Regions from separate parts of the Mus musculus genome. Here regions 1, 2 and 3 are each linked to region 4. Evidence: chromatin contacts called from public Micro-C and promoter capture Hi-C data. All regions are on one chromosome and are shown on one strand. Each heading gives the region's core, a stretch centred on a gene start, on an enhancer-like site or on the middle of the called end of the contact. The rest is flanking DNA. Distances are from core to core; before and after follow the strand shown. Region 1 holds the start of Csnk1e (casein kinase 1, epsilon). Region 2 holds the start of Sun2 (Sad1 and UNC84 domain containing 2). Region 3 holds the start of Tmem184b (transmembrane protein 184b). Region 4 holds the start of Dmc1 (DNA meiotic recombinase 1).

Region 1 (3,638 bases), core at 570-3,069, 160 kb before region 4:
CCCCCAGATACCAGGCCTGGAAGGAAACCAGGAGAGATTCACTGGGGCTCCTCCATCAGCCCCAGAAGCGAGAGAGCCAAGCCAGGAGAGACACCCTAGCCTAGTACTAAGTCCCCGAGAGCCACCACTGTCCTTCTACCAGCCACAAGGAAGTGGCTGCCGCTGGGTGCCAGCCAAACTCTGGGCTCTCCCATCATGGGTCTTTGCCCACATGGCTGAGTTGCCCTGATTGCCAAGAACAGGACTGCATATCTGCAGAAAACCCACCAGCCTGGCACCACAGGTCCACACATGGTCCAGCTTGCTAAGGGCACCCGCCAAGGGGAACATGGGAGTAGAGGCTCACACTTAGGATCCCTACAGGAAAGGGGGGGCTGGCTGTGTACTCACAAACACCCCCCCCCCCCAAAGCCGGGTTTCCACTAACGCCGACTCAGAGACCATACATGGCATCTGGGAAAGCCACAGGTTAGGAAAGGAACATAAATATACTGCATCCTATATTACATAAATACCCACGCCAGGTTATATAAATACCAGTGCCCTCTGTCTGGGAGTCTTACATAAATACACTGCACATGACCCCCCAAGCCCCTCTCCACTCACGGCTCTCTGCACAATCACCAACCCTGAAGGACCCTACCAACGCCAGGGTCTCCCCACCCTGGAGACCAGAGCCCTGGAGTCTAGCGTGTCCCAGCCCTCCTCCACTTAAAAGCCCCCCTCCACCGCCACCCCAAGAAATTGACTTTGGGGTGGGGGCTCCTTCAGGAAATCAGAGTAGCTTTCCAATTCTTCACTCTGTCCCTTACGGGAGGGGTGGGGGAGGGGAATAAACAAAGTTAAAAAAAGGGGGGGGTGGCCATGAGGAGTCAAGACTTCTCAGCTGGTTAGAAAAATTACAACTACAAGCAGCTGGGCACATGGGCAGTCCCGTGTCACCCTGCCATACACACACACCTCCTGACACACACACCACCCACCTTCCACAGGGCCAAGACCCTGGTCAATGAATCAGTAGAATAAAAACTGAAGGAATGCCCTAAACCTAGGAAAGGCGTCCCAAACGCAAGTATTCATTGGAACTGCACCCCCTTCTCTCTCTCTCTAGACCCCCTTTCCAAAGGGAGGCTATGCTAAGAAATATGTGGGGAAACTCTGGACAAAGTAGGGGGAGGGGGTGGCCTAAGTCGCAGCCCTGCCTCTGAGGCGCCCAGGCACCCAGCTTTCACAGGCTTGAAGCACAAGGCTGTCTCGCACACCGCAATGAGAAGCCAAGCGATAAATAACCCCCTCCCTTCTTCTCGCCACAAAGGAAAACAAAGCCGGTGGCCCGGGTGACCACGCACCCCATCACTTAGGACCCCCGCGCGCCCCCACCCTACGCGAGAACGGCCTCGGTGACCCGGAGCCCAGGACACAGAGGAGGGGCCGAGGCCGGCCCGGAACCCGAGCGCCCCCGGGACCCCAGCCAGGCCCCTGCCGCAGGTCCCCCGCCCCAACCCGGGGCCGCCTCGGTGCACCCGGCGGCCTGCGAAGCGCCCGTCCCCTCCGCGTCCCCGGCCGCGCCTTTGTCCTCACGGGCGGCGCCCCCAGCCCTGCGCGGATGCGCGTGTCCGCCCCGCGCTCGCGCAAAAAGAAAACACAAAGAGGCGGAGGGAACCCCGCTTCCCCGGCCCCCGATGCTCACCGCGCCGGGGCGGCCGCCGGGGCGGATGCCAGAGGATTCGCCGGGCCGCGGGCGCGCCAGCCTCTCCCCGGCCCGCTGCGCTGCGCTCGGCCCGGCCGGGCTCAGGCTCCGCGCTCCGCCGCCTCCCGCCGCCCGCCCCCGCCGCCGGCTCGCGCGCTCCCTACCCGCGCGCGCGTCCCCGCGGTTCCCATTGAGCCCCGGGCCCGCCCGCTGATGTCATCCCCCGCCCGCCGCCGCCGCCCCGGAGGATTTAAAGGGCCCGCAGCCCCCGGAGAGCGTGTTCTGACGCTGCCACCCTGGGTGAGGGGCACACAAAACTAAGATTTCCTATACTCAGGCCTTGCCCTATCTCCAGCCAAAGCTGCGGGGACCCCCGAGAGAATCAGCTGAGACTCCTGGCACTGCAAAAGAGATTTAGGGCTCAGTAGCCTGAAGGCTGTAGAGAACACTGGCCAGGGGCTTTGGGAATAAAGCATAGGGACTGAGGGGCGTGGACAAGGACCAAGGATGTGTGGTCAGAGAAAACTCCAGGCAGACACTTTTCTTTGCTCTGTCCTCTGCCGTTCAGATCCACTGTGACAGTCCCTCAGATTCCAACGTAGTTTCACCCATTGAGCCCCCTGCCCCTCACCAAGAACTCACACGTGAGTCAGGGACCCAGAGGTGCTCATTCAACAAAGTCATCCCCCAGACAATGCCTGAATGTCCTTAACTGCAAACGAGGAAGAAGGACCATAGCCTTCCCAGGTCATGGGAGAGTTAATGAAGGCTTCCCACCAGCTTCCAGCTCCACCATGGAAGGTCCCAGCACAAGGCTATTAAAATGATATTTACAGTGGGTCATGCAAAGCTCCAACTTATGACACACCTACATTCTCTCTCTACACACACACACAACTGTTACTGTGGACATAGTACCTCTGATCACCCCGGAAGCACATCTCAGAAAGAGTCACTTCATAATAACCGCATCTTCTCCCCGAGGCTGAGGAGATTGCTGGGAGACCTATAGACCAGGTCCTATCACAGGGCAGGAGGGCAGGATACTGTGGCCCAGAGAGGGCAAAAGGTCTGCCCAGGCCCACACAGCCCAGCAAGATGGCCATGTTCATCTGGTGGACCTGGGGATGCCGATCAGAAGACCAGGAGAATGAGGAGGAGCTGCCTCCAGAGGCCTCTGTGATGGTAAACCGGGCAACTGGCTCTCTCTGCCCAGGTGGTGGACTGAGCATGGCCCGCTTGGTGCTTTTTGGCTTTGCGTTTGTCAATTGATTCACAATTGGCAGGTTTTGTATGACAGGCCCGCATTCTCTCCTGAAGCCTTGGCCACGCAGGGCACAAATCCTCACCAGAGGCAGCTGGTCTGGACAGCAGTCAGCCTCAGTGGTCAGAGCCCAGGCCGTGGGGCCTTGGCAAGACTGAGCAGAACACAGCAAGCATCAATGTCCTCCTAGCAATGTTACCACCCAAACCTTCCAACATGGGCCCAGCTTTCCAAACGTAGGCCTGTTCTGCTGCAGCGCCAGGAGAGGCATTCAGCTCATTTAACCCTCTCCAGTGAGGACAGCAGACAGAGTTGATGTTCACTCTGTGGTTTCCAGAAAGGGAATTGGAGGTACCTCAGCCCTCACGCGGGGGTATGGATCAAGGGTGAACCTGTCTGGAGATGGAACTCAGCCAGCGCTGCCTAAAGCCACTCTCCTCCCCTTCTTGGTCATCGCAGGTCCTTTGGAACAAATCTTCCGTCTGGAGTCCACTGTCCCAGCTTCCCTTCCTCATCCTGTCACCTGCCCTCCATTTCAGGACTTGCAGCCTCTCCCAGGCCCACACCCTCCAGCTATAGACTCTCTGCTGGGTATCCAGGGGTAGCTGGTCTTAAAAGTCCCCAGTTCTAACACACACACACACACACACACACACACACACACACACACACACCAGGCCTTCA
Region 2 (3,792 bases), core at 995-3,494, 140 kb after region 4:
ATGTGTTTTTCCTGTGTGTATGTCTGTGTGAAGATGTTAGATCCCCTGGTAGAGTTATAGACAGTTATGAGCCAACATGTGGGTGCTGGGAATTGAACCTGGGTCCCCTGATAGAGCAGCCAGTGTTCTTAACCTCTGAGCATCTCTCTAGAACCCACCTTTTCCTTCTTTTTAGTCACAATCTCTGGTTTGCTACATCCCGTGCGGAAACCCTTCCCACCATATTCTGCAGCCCCTCAGCACACTGTGCTGTGACACCTTGATGTGACAATGACAATGATAAATGACTACTAGCTACCTAATTCCTTTCCTACTCATTAATGACCCCAGCACAAGGAAGGCGGCCATCATCACCCATCTACAGGGAAGAACCTGGAATGCTAGCCTGCAGGTGAGAGCCAGGTCTCTCTGCTCAGACCTGACAGGCTGCAGGGCCTGGACATTTGCATTCCATCAGAAGGTTTGCAAGTTGTTTGTTTGGGGAGTGTTACAGCTCCATATAGCATGCACTTGGAACATGGCTGTAAACTGCGTGGTTACATAGCAGTTACACAACCAATATTTGTTAACAGAAGTAAGGCAGGAGGTGGAGCTGTTGTGTGGTCTTGCAGTCAGTCTAGCCTATAGAACAGTTACAGTCACCACATGGGGTGGAGTGAAACTGATAAGAAGACCAAGGTGAAAACAACAAGTGAAGATAAACAAATCTTTCAGGCACGGGACCCAGCTTCAAATCTCAGAATATCAACCCAGGAATCTCACCGAGCCTGGGCTAGCAGGATTACAAAACTTTAGATCCCAAACCCATCCAAAATGAGTTCCTGGTACTTGTGACTTAGTATTGTTTCTGCTATTCCTGGTGGATAGTGACCTCGCATGGTGGGAAACACCCAAACCCAGACCACAGAAACCAGAAGGTCAGGTTCATCCAGCTAGAAAGACAAGTAGCCTCCTGTCTGGGCTAACTGGCATCTTCCCAGGTGGGATGCCCATCTGGCATCTCTCACTCTCTTCGACTGGTGTTGGTAAAGGGACCAAGTGGTAGTAGCCAAAGCAGGAAGTTGCCTTGGTCCTGGGTTGTATTCCAGTCCTTATAAGGTAGTTCCCCCCATGACTGCCACCCCCACCTGACAGCTCCAGATGCCCATATGCTCCACCTCTTAACCCCTGCCCCGCTGTAGCACATGAAGCCTTTGCCAGGGGGGAAAAGAGTGTAACATGTTTATACAGTGCCCACGCCGCTGTTGCAAGAATCTAAACGTTCTGAGTAGGTGGAGAGGTGGGGCACCGAACACTGCCCCGTGTGCCACCTCCCAGCACTCCCAGAGCGGTGTGGACCTTATCTTTATCTTTCATATTCATCCTGTTGTCACAAAATAGTTTGCCACAGCGGCCATCCAGATTACACAAGATGACAAAGGTCTACCGTGGGGAGCCGCTGAGATAGACACTCCTCCATCCCGCCATTAGTTACAAAACCCTCAAATAAAACATACTTTCCTACTGCAGAGCCTTGGTCCCGAAGATTCCCCTATCCTGGGGAATATTATACGTGACATTTCCACTCCATTTCCCCTGGGACACAAAAAAGTGCTCCAGGCGCTCACCCTCTGTCCTGGCTCTAAGTCACACCCCGGAGCGCGCTGGCTTTGTTTTGTTTTGGTTGGGTTTGGCTGTTTTGGAACTGAGCTAAAAGGGCCCTCCCCCGTACCCCATAACTGTGACAGGCAGCGGTGGCGCAGGCTGAGAACTTCCAGTGCCAGGACTCGGCCTGTGGCACAGCCCTGGTCCGGTTTGGGGCGGCTGGGTCTTGGCTGCCCTCCTCCCCGGAGGCTGCTGGGGAAGTCCCGCCTGGGGACAGCGCCCTCCCCGTGACCGCGATGCGTCAGGGCGCCGGCCCGCGAGTGTCCCGGGGCGTGCGTCGCGCAGGGGCTGGAGTGGCCCGGCCTGGCCGGACAGGGAGGCGCAGGCCCGCGCTTTGGCCGGACGGCGACCCGGGTCAGGCGGGCGCGGGGCCGTGGGGAGGCGGGCCCAATCCCTTCTTTACCTTGCGTGGTTCTTCCCGCGTCGGAGTCCCCCGGGCGGCGCCGCGCACTGGGCCGGGCCGGGCCCGGGGCTGGGGCTGAAACGCGCGCGGAGCGGAGACGCGGGACGGCGCGGGGTCGGTGAGCGGACAATGCGGCCGGCAGAGGACCGCGCTGCGCGAGTGGGGCAGGGCGGTGCGCGCGTGGCCGAGTGTGTATGTGTGCGCCTGTCAATCAACGCTGACAGCCCACAAGTCATTGGCCGGGCCCAGCCGGCCCGCCCCGCCCTCTGCCGCCGCCCATTGGTTGATTTGAACACAAAGGCTCCGGCTCGGCCCGCCCTCCGCGTGGGCCCTGTAGTCCGCGCGTGGGAGGCGGGGGCGAGTACGACCTCCAGGCTGTGGGACCCGAGCGTTCCCTCGCGCATCCGTGCCCACGCGCGCGCGGCGCCGGAGCTCTAAAGGCTTTAGGTGCGGGAGCACACAGGGTGTCATGAAATTGGCCCCAGGATAGGGTCCTGACGCGGCCCCGCGCGGGTGGTTTGGACGCTTACCAGCGTCAGCCGTGTCTGCCCATTTTAAAGACGAGGGAAACAGGTCCGTGGAAGTTTTTTTTGTTTCTTATAAAGAACCCACCCAGAGGGGAAGTTGAGTCTAGAAGATTAATACTATTTAATTTTAAGGTTGAATTTTAAATTCCAAGGTGGGCAGGATACCCATCTTCCCGCACCACCTATTTTTGTTGTTGTTTTTGTTTTTCCAAGACAGGATTTTACTGTCACGGAGATCCACCTACCCCTCTGCCTCCCAGGTGCTGAGATAAGAGTGCACCACCATGTCCAGTCAGAAACCCCAAGTTTGACAGCAGCTTTTCTGTTTTAAAGAAGGCTCCATCCACAGCTGGTTGCAAGAGAAGGTAGGGCTGGCAACACGGTTCTCCTACTTTCCTCCCCCTGGGATGAGTTCCTGACTCCACGGACCTGTCCCCTCCCACCACCACCCCATCTCTCTCTCTCTCTCTCTCTCTCTCTCAAACACACACACACCCCGCCCCCAGAAGATAAAGGAGTGCGACTGGGGATAAACCACTTCTGTTCAATATCTTCTAAGGATGATGAGATCCGGTGTCCTTCACTTTAAAATGCCAAGGGGGTGGGGGGAACTGGGACAAGAAAGACAGTGGTGGTTCACGCCTTTAATCCCAGCACTGGGGAGGCAGAGGCAGGCAGATTTCTGAGTTTGAGGCCAGCCTGGTCTACAGAGTGAGTTCCAGGACAGCCAGGGCTATACAGAGAAAGCCTGTCTCGAAAAGAAAAAAAAAAAAAAAAAAAAAAGCTGGTATCCAAAGGCAGTAGGAAACTGAGGAAATACACACACCCTCATTTTGGATTGGTTCCACTGCCAAATAAAACCAGATCCCCTTTCTAGACCTCCATTGTCCCATCTGGAAATGAGATGCTGTCTACCCTTACAGTATCTTTGGACAATTATGCTAACTATCTTCTTCTTCTTCTCCTTTTCCTTCTTCTTTTTTTAACTTTATTTTATTTAATTTATTTTTATTAGATAAGATTACAGAGGGGAACAACCTTGACCTCAAGAGTAGGGCCACATTCAGACTTTATGGTCCTCCATTTTTAAATTTATTTATTTATTTTTGCCGCGGGTAGTGCCTTCCCCATCTTATAGCTCTGAGGTGGAGCACACGCACAGACAGCCCACATGAGGGCTCTAGAACAACAATAAAGTTATGTTTCTACCCACATGGG
Region 3 (3,672 bases), core at 460-2,959, 200 kb before region 4:
CTACTCCAGGGACATCAGGGAGAGCAGTGAGCCAGCAGGGCCGGGAGACAGCCCTCAGCCGGGCGCATAGTAGATGCTCAGTAAGTTACAAGGCAACTTGGGCAAGACCCAGGGATGAAGGATGCTACCAGAGCCTACTAGTCCCACACTGACAAGGGAGTCACTTAATCCCCATCCCGTCCCACCCCACCCGCCTTGACCTGCTGCCTCAGTTTCCTAACCCACATCTATGCCCGATACATTATTGGCACAGCTGCCCTGAGAACAAACTGGGAAAATACACATGGAAAGCAAGAAGTCTCTGAGGAATGTTAGTCACCCAGCTTTGGCTCGACTGTCCCTTTGTACTGAAGCCTTTTTTTTTCTTTTTCCTTTTTTTTTTTTTTTTTTTTTTTTTTTGCTGGCTTGTCCATCCCCCCCACCCCCCACCCCCCAGCACTGAATCCACCTCCATACTCCTCAGTCTTTTGTCTTCTGTTTCTGGAATCCCTGTGATTCTTTCCAATTCTGATTCTGCCCCAAGCACCTGAGAGCTCTTCGATGCCTCGATCCTCACATCTGTGTGCGGGGTGAGCACCAGTCTAGCTTCTGGGGCTCCCACACCCAAGGGTTCCAACTCCGGCCCTGCACAGAACTCTCAAGATACTCAGATGTGCCGAGCCCAAGGGCCCACCAAACTTGTTGACACGAAGAGGGATGCTGCAAACAGCCTGTCAAAAAAGCCAGACCGTGGAGACCTGCACCTCCCCCTGCTGCTGATGCTGGTGGGGTGTGTGTGTGTGTGTGTGTGTGTGTGTGTGTTGGCTGAGTCTGCAGCACTTGCCTCCAGGGCACAGATTGCTACTTCTCTCCTTACATAAAGCACCTGGCAGCCAGATGAATAATACATAGACCTTCACCTCACACCCAGGTATCAGGCAGGCAGACACCTGCTTTGCCCCACCAAGGCCTCCAAGGAGGGAGGGATGAGATGTCCCGCCTCATACAGTCCTCCAAGAAAGGATACAAACTAAAAATCCGAGCCCGTTCCCCAGACTCCCTAGCTTTGCCACTGCCTGGAGCTCCTTAGCCCCAAGCTAAGCATCCAAGCAAGGTGTCCAAGGGCGTGCCCAGGCAAACAGGCACCACACACCCAAACCAATCTCTAGGGTTCCTTTGAACACCCAGCATCCTGGGAGCCCCAGATCCCTATCCCCCTTCAAATCTACTGACCTGTGTGCAAAGCGCGCGCACACCCCCATTTACGCATGTACCGTCTCAAGGGCCGACCACCGGGCCAGGTCAAAGCCACTGCACTGAGGACCGACGTCTCCCCGCCCCGTTCGGTCGTGCCAGGCTGCAGCACACCCACCGCGGTGCGCACAGTCCCATCGGTAAGAGGCTGGGCCCCGCGCCGCCCACCCCGACTCCCCCACGAGCAGGTCCGGTTACACTCAGGGCCCCGCCACGCTGGCGAAGCGGGCACACCCACGGGCCGCTTGGGGGCCTCCGAGTCCCTGCCTCCCCGCGGGAAGTCCCCAGAGTGGAGTTCTCCCCAAGGTGCAGCCCCCGCCCGGTCCCCGTTCATCCCGTGCATCCGCCGCCCGGGTACCTCAGGAGCCCATGGCGCTGGAGACTGCAGGCGGAGCAGGCGGCGCCGCAGCCCGGTATCTCGGCCGCCGCTGGCGCGTCCCGAGCCCCGCCGGGTACCGCCGCGCCGCGCCTGCGCACTAGGAACGCCGCTGGCGGGGGCGGGGCCGGAGCGCGCCGCTGAGGTCACTCGCCGAGCCTTAAAGGGGCCGCGCGCTGCGAAGCACCACGCGCAATCTCGGGTCAGGAGAATGGTGAGGTCCTCTTGCAACTCGCAAACGCACCGCGAGAGACCCAGGGCCCAGGTTTCCTAGTCCAGTCCCACCCACCACAGTCCTGGGATGCACAGTCTGACCCGCGGGATACAGACTGTCCCGGACACTCGCGAGCTAGCTTGAGTTTCAATTCTCTGAAAGCCTTGTATATGCCAACGCTGAAGGTGAAACGAAATCTAGTTGACGTTTGAGACAGGGAGGGTGAGTGTGAGACTGTGGAACGGACTTCCACGGAACGTTTTGTATAGTTATGCAAAATGAAACTGCTCTAGTGGAGCTGCCCCACCTCATTCCTAGCAGCCTAACGAACCGATTCTAGAGGAGTCATTCCAGCCCCTACCCCACTTTGATTTGTGAGGTCCTCGTCTTACCCAGATGACTGAAATGTGTAATATGCAACCAAGTTTATTTTTATCTCCAGCTCCAAATGTCTACCGACGCCTCTTACTTAGCGGGCTCAGCTGCTTTCCCCTCCACACACATTTCTTCTTCACAGCATTCCCCAATCCCTGCTTCCAGTCTTCAAGCCAGAAAGTCTAGTATTATCCTTGAGTGCTGCCCTCCCTCTCCCCCTCGTCCCATCAGCTTGGGCAAGACATCCTGTATCCCTAGACTCTGACCTCCACACTACTGAACTGCTGTCATGTCCAGGCTCTGCCCAGGTACTGTGAGCATCTACTTAGCCCGATTTTCCAACCTTGTCCTCGGCGGGTCTGTGCCAATGTGAGAATCAGGGATTCCTTTAAAAATCCAAATCGTTGGAGGAATGCTTGCTTACCATTCACCAGACCCTCAATATAATTCTTTGCACCAAAGTAAACAAACAAACGAACCCACCCAAGATGAACTATATGGCACTTTGCTCAAAACCCTTAATTAGTTCCTCATGCCATTCCAAATGAAGCCAACATCTGCAGATCTCTGCACAGCCTTGATCCAGCATCACCCTCCGCAGGCATGCCTGGCCTCATCTCCTTTTCCTGAACACTGACCTCTTGCTTTCCCTACAACCAAGTACAAGCATTCAGCTTCCATGCCTTTGCACCTGCTGTCCCCTCTGCTGGGGCTACAGTTTCCCCAGACATGTCTTCAAAGTCTTGCTTGGCTGGCTTTACTAGGGAAGCTGAAGCAGGATTGTTCTGAGACAAATACCTCCTTCCCAGAGTAAGATTGCTGAGCCCCTCACCTGCAGTCCATAGTCAACATCTCACTGTGCCCTGTTCTCCTAATAAAAGTTCATTTCTAACACGTATCGATTGTTTTCCTATCTTATTATCCATCTTCCTAGTGAACAGACTGTTGCATTAACTTTGGGGAGATACGTGCCCCAAATAGGAAGGCACCCAAACAAACCAAAGATTCTACACATCTCCCTCCATGAACCTGTGAGTTTATTGGTCATACTATGGCAATGTGGGTGAGGGGTGGGGTTACTGGCATCTGTAATATGTAATTCCCCTCCCCTCACCCCTGTCCCCAAATGACCTTTGGGAGTTAAGAATTCTTGGGAGGTAGAAAATTCTAGAAGCAAGCCACTCCCATAAAGCTGGGGGGGGGGGGGGCTCATTACCCATGCTGGACTGGGACTTATTTCTTTCTTCTTTTTTGTTTGTTTGTTTGTCTGTTTTTAATCACCCTTAAGAAGCAACCGTTCACTCTTGCTCCTATAAGCAGCTGACAGACTCGTTGACTGTTCTTTAACCAAGCTAGATGGAGCAGAATCATTCCTTTATTCTGTGGTCAGTCCCTTCCCTGGGATGAGGAGACATTTGTTCATGTCTCCCCAGGAAAAGTGCATGCAGCAAGGATGAAGATGTCTGACAGTTTC
Region 4 (3,963 bases), core at 1,439-3,938:
ATTCTTCCTGCACAACTTGATCCTCCTTCATGTTGAAAGGAGAGCGGCAGTAAAATAATCAATTCTGGGAAAATAAGAAATATTAATTAAGAAGTAGTTTTCTTAATTTGCTTTTTTGTTTTTTGTTTTCGAAACAGGGTTTCTCTGTGTAGCCTTGGCTATCCTAGAACTTGCTCTGTAAACCAGGCTGGCCTCAGACTCAGAGATCTGCCTGCCTCTGCCTCCTAAGCACTGGGATTAAAGGCTTGTGCCCCCACCACCCAGCTCTGATTTGCTTTCTATGCTGTGCAAAACATTGACCAAGAGCAACTTGGGGAGGAGGAGAGGGTTTATTTGGTTTACATACTCTAATCACAGTCTATCACTGAGGGAAGCCAAGGTAGGAACTCAAGGCAGGAGCCTGGAGTTAGGATCTGAAGCACAGGCTGTGGAAGAATGCTGCTTGCTTGCTTGTTCTCCATGGCTTGCTCAGCCTGCTTTCTTATATAACTCAGGATCCTCTGCCCACGTGGTCCTGCCCACAGCAGGCCTGCTTCCATCAATCACTAATTAATCAAATGCCCTACGGCTGGATCTTGTCGGTACATTTTCTCAATGAGGTTCTGTCCCTTCAGATGACTCTAGCTGGTGGTGTCAAGTTGACAGAAAACTAGCCAGGACACCCAGCCCTGAGACTATTGATGATATTCTGCTATACTTGCGGACAGGAGCCTAGCATAAATGTCACAGAGGTGCTTCATCCAGCAATTGTTAGAAGCTGATGCAGAGACCCACAGCCAAACACTGAGTAGAGCTTGGGGACTCCTGTAGATGAGGGGAAGAAGTGATTAAGGGAGCCAGAAGGGTCAAGGACACCACAAGAAAACCTCAAGTCAACTAACCTGGGCCCATGAGGGCTTAGGGAGACAGGACTGCCAGCCAGAGAGCATGAATGGCACAGACCTAGGCCCTCTGCCCGTATGTAGCAGTTGTGTTGCTGGACCTTCATGTGGGCGTCCTAAAGCAGGAGCAGGTCTATCTCTGACTGTACTGCCTACCTTTGGATCTCTCCCACCTAACTGGGATGCTTTGTGTAGTCTCAGTGGAAGATACTCTTGGTCTTGTTGCTTGATATACTAGGGTTGGTTCCTGTCCATGGGAGGCCTCCCCTTTTTCCAAGAGAAGGGGTAGATGGGGGAAGAGGGAGGGGAGGTGAGAGGGAGGGACTGAGAGGAGAGGGAGGGAGGAAGGGAAGCTGAGATCTGCATGTAAAGTGAATAAATAACTTCTGTAAATTGAAAAAAAAATTAGCCAGAACAATATTCAATAACTTAGTTTTAAAAAAAATCCTCGGAAGCTATAGACATGATGGTGTACATTACAATAAAATGTAGTCTGAATAATATTGTCCCTAGTTTATTTTGTTTGTTTCCCCTTTTTGTTTCTGTTAGTTTGTTTTTTTTTTAAAGATTTACTTATTTTTATATATGTGAGTACACTGTTGCTGTCTTCAGGCAGACCAGAAGAGGGCATCCGATCCCATTACAGATGGTTATGAGCCACCATGTGGGTGCTGGGAATTGAACTCAGGACTTTTCCAGTGCTCTTAACCACTGAGCCATCTCTCCAGACACTTTTTTTTTTTTTTTTGAGACAGTGTTTCTCTGTGTAGCCCTGGCTGACCTCAAGTTTCCTCATTTAATGTCAAAGTCAAGTGTGGGGTGCCAGCACAAAGGAAACAAACTAGTAAGGTGGCGAATAGTTGGGTACAAAAAGAGGACAGTATTTAGTAGGCTCTTTTGGAATACTGGGGTTTGTTTGTTTTTTCAGTCTTGAGTGAAGGTTTTGCCTGTAGCCTTGACTGTCCTGAAACTCCTTAAGTAGAACAGACTGACTTCGAGTTTGCAAGTAATTTCCTGCCTCTACCTTCTCTGTCTGTGTGTGTGTTTAACTTCTACATAGCTTGGAACTCTTTGATTCTCCTGCCTCCACCTCCCCAGTTCTGGAACTACAGACATGCATCACCTTGCCCATCTCTTAACTATTAGCATGATTTCTCTAAATACCAGACTCTTCTTCCTGAGGAACAACGCAGATCGATCGCCTAATCGCCTCTCCTTTGGCTGTCAGATCTACTGGCCCTGCCTGCCTCTGCTGGCATCACTTCCACCACGACCCTGGGATCAGAAGCTGGTGCCCAGTCTCGGTCTCAGAGGCCTGGCGGCGAGCAGCGGGGCAACGAGAAGGCGGTCAGGGGCCCGTGAGCCCTGGCGCGAGGCTCTGTCGCCCCCCACCCCAGGCCTCCATTTTCCAGGCCCGACCTAGTTCCCTCATAATGCAAGAAGGGGGCCTTAAGGCTTGGGTCAGACTTGATTTACAGGAGGTTTGGCCATGTCTCGGAATCCCTCCACGCCTCAGAGCCTGGGCGGAAGGTGACAGACACCAAGCCAAGTCCAATAAGCGACCAAAAAATTACCACAGAAAGGGCGCGGAGAGGAAAGCTTTCTCAACGCGTCGAGTTTTCCTCAGATTTTTCCCGCGCTTCCTCTTTCCGCCACTCACCCCGACTCGAACCCACAGCCTCCCCGAGAATTTTCAAGGCGACACCCGCTCCGGCTTTCCCGTCCGGTCCAGAATTCTAACGCCGACCCAGAACGCGGAGGCCGGCAGCCCGCCCTGTCGTCGAACAGCTCCGGGCTTGGCGCCAAATGAGGGCCGCGGGAGCAAGCCCCCTTGATGGGCGGGGCCTGGGGCTGTAGGCGGGGCTCGGGCTGTAGGCGGGGCCCAGTGTGTGTGGGCGGGGCTCAGGTTGTGGGGGTGGGGCTCGAGGTTAGCTAGAGAACCTGAGCAGGCAAGGAAAGGCTCCCTGCGGGTCATCGGTAAATGTAGCACAAAGGAGAGCGGAGGGTGGGGCAGGGGCCCTAGTGAGGGCTGCTGGGAGGATGCGGGAGTGGGGGGTCTTCGGGTCTCCGAGGTTAGCGAGGGCAGTGGTGGAACATGGACTCTGAGGAGAGAGGTTTGGGTATGAGAAGAGAGTCTGGGCATCCCTTGGGCGAAGGGAGTTGCTGAGTCACGGGGAGAGCCTTGGCCGCTGACAAGGACAGGAGATGACGACCTTGGACTGTGAGGAGGTCGAACATGGGGGTCCCTTTCCTCCTGCCTGGGGCCGCTTTCACTCCAAGGTTTTCATACCTAGCTGGGTAACCCAGCCTTCCCATCCCCCCTTCTCTCCTGACTCTGCATTTGCGGTCCTCTCTTCTGGGATGGAGAGTAATTTTTTTTTTCTCCCTAACGTGGTTCTAAATGGTCTACAGAAACACACGAGGTTTTAGTTCTGTTTATAGAAACCCCGGGCCAGCCATGATGCCAGCAAGGCCTCTCTCTAAACTGTTTCCTTTTCCCCTTAGATGGAAACTGACAGTTCAGAGTCATGAAAAACTTGAAAGACCACCTGCAGAGGTTGCTTTAAGTGTCTTAGATGACCCACCAATACGGGCGACCTCTATATTCTTTTTGAACCTTTTAAATGGAATAAATTCCAAAACAGTTGACATTTTGAAGGACAGACCTATCTCCCGTGGATAGTTTTTTAAAAGGCTATAGCTTTTCAAAATGCTTACTTTACAGAATCATTGCCCGTCTTCTCGAATGGAAATTGTTCACTTGAAAAGGAACCCAAGGCGAGTGTGGTGGCGCACTCGGGAGGCAGAGGCAGGCAGATTTCTGAGTTTGAGGCCAGCCTGGTCTACAAAGTGAGTTCCAGGACAGCCAGGGCTACACAGAAACACTGTCTCGAAAAACCAAAAAAGAAACCCAATAGCGATGGCAGGCTCTCCTTCTGAATCCACCGAAAATACAGTAACTTTTGAGCAACTCGCTAGAAGACATCAACAGTATACCGGAGAGCTACCAAAGAGCGCAGCAAGACGATTTAGGGAAATCTAACATATGTCGTTTGCTGTAGTGACAGCTGGGAGCAAGAAA

Evidence for each region. A called contact is a pair of places that touch in the nucleus more often than the background predicts. Capture Hi-C pulls out chosen DNA fragments and counts their contacts.
Region 1: a Micro-C map of embryonic stem cells shows a contact between it and region 4, with 2.1 times the contacts expected there. The contact joins the promoter of Csnk1e here to the promoter of Dmc1 in region 4. A contact is called at or near these places in 1 of 39 promoter capture datasets (the C10 cell line), 2 of 484 Hi-C or Micro-C datasets (cerebral cortex and embryonic stem cells), 2 of 115 datasets of contacts at active chromatin or transcription factors (bone marrow-derived macrophages and embryonic stem cells) and 2 of 9 other capture datasets (adipose tissue and pancreatic islet).
Region 2: a contact with region 4 is called in a Micro-C map of embryonic stem cells, with 2.1 times the contacts expected there. The contact joins the promoter of Sun2 here to the promoter of Dmc1 in region 4. A contact is called at or near these places in 1 of 484 Hi-C or Micro-C datasets (embryonic stem cells) and 1 of 9 other capture datasets (adipose tissue).
Region 3: a contact with region 4 is called in a promoter capture Hi-C map of pancreatic islet. The contact joins the promoter of Tmem184b here to the promoter of Dmc1 in region 4. A contact is called at or near these places in 4 of 39 promoter capture datasets (hippocampal neurons, liver, macrophages and 1 more), 3 of 484 Hi-C or Micro-C datasets (brown adipocytes and embryonic stem cells), 3 of 115 datasets of contacts at active chromatin or transcription factors (bone marrow-derived macrophages, embryonic stem cells and forebrain) and 4 of 9 other capture datasets (adipose tissue, liver, macrophages and 1 more).

Annotation. Positions count from the first base shown.
Region 1 is chr15:79,440,238-79,443,875 of GRCm38.p6, forward strand. Csnk1e (casein kinase 1, epsilon) reads right to left here and starts at 1,820. Exons shown (of 11, transcript NM_013767.6): 1 at 1,691-1,820.
Region 2 is chr15:79,740,292-79,744,083 of GRCm38.p6, forward strand. Sun2 (Sad1 and UNC84 domain containing 2) reads right to left here and starts at 2,245. Exons shown (of 18, transcript NM_001205345.1): 1 at 2,048-2,245. It overlaps Gm16576 (predicted gene 16576), which reads left to right and starts at 2,407. Exons shown (of 4, transcript NR_045069.1): 1 at 2,407-2,620; 2 at 2,792-2,939.
Region 3 is chr15:79,401,594-79,405,265 of GRCm38.p6, forward strand. Tmem184b (transmembrane protein 184b) reads right to left here and starts at 1,710. Exons shown (of 9, transcript NM_172608.1): 1 at 1,592-1,710.
Region 4 is chr15:79,602,421-79,606,383 of GRCm38.p6, forward strand. It overlaps Dmc1 (DNA meiotic recombinase 1), which reads right to left and starts at 2,689. Exons shown (of 14, transcript NM_010059.3): 1 at 2,542-2,689; 2 at 1-64. The coding sequence starts at 31.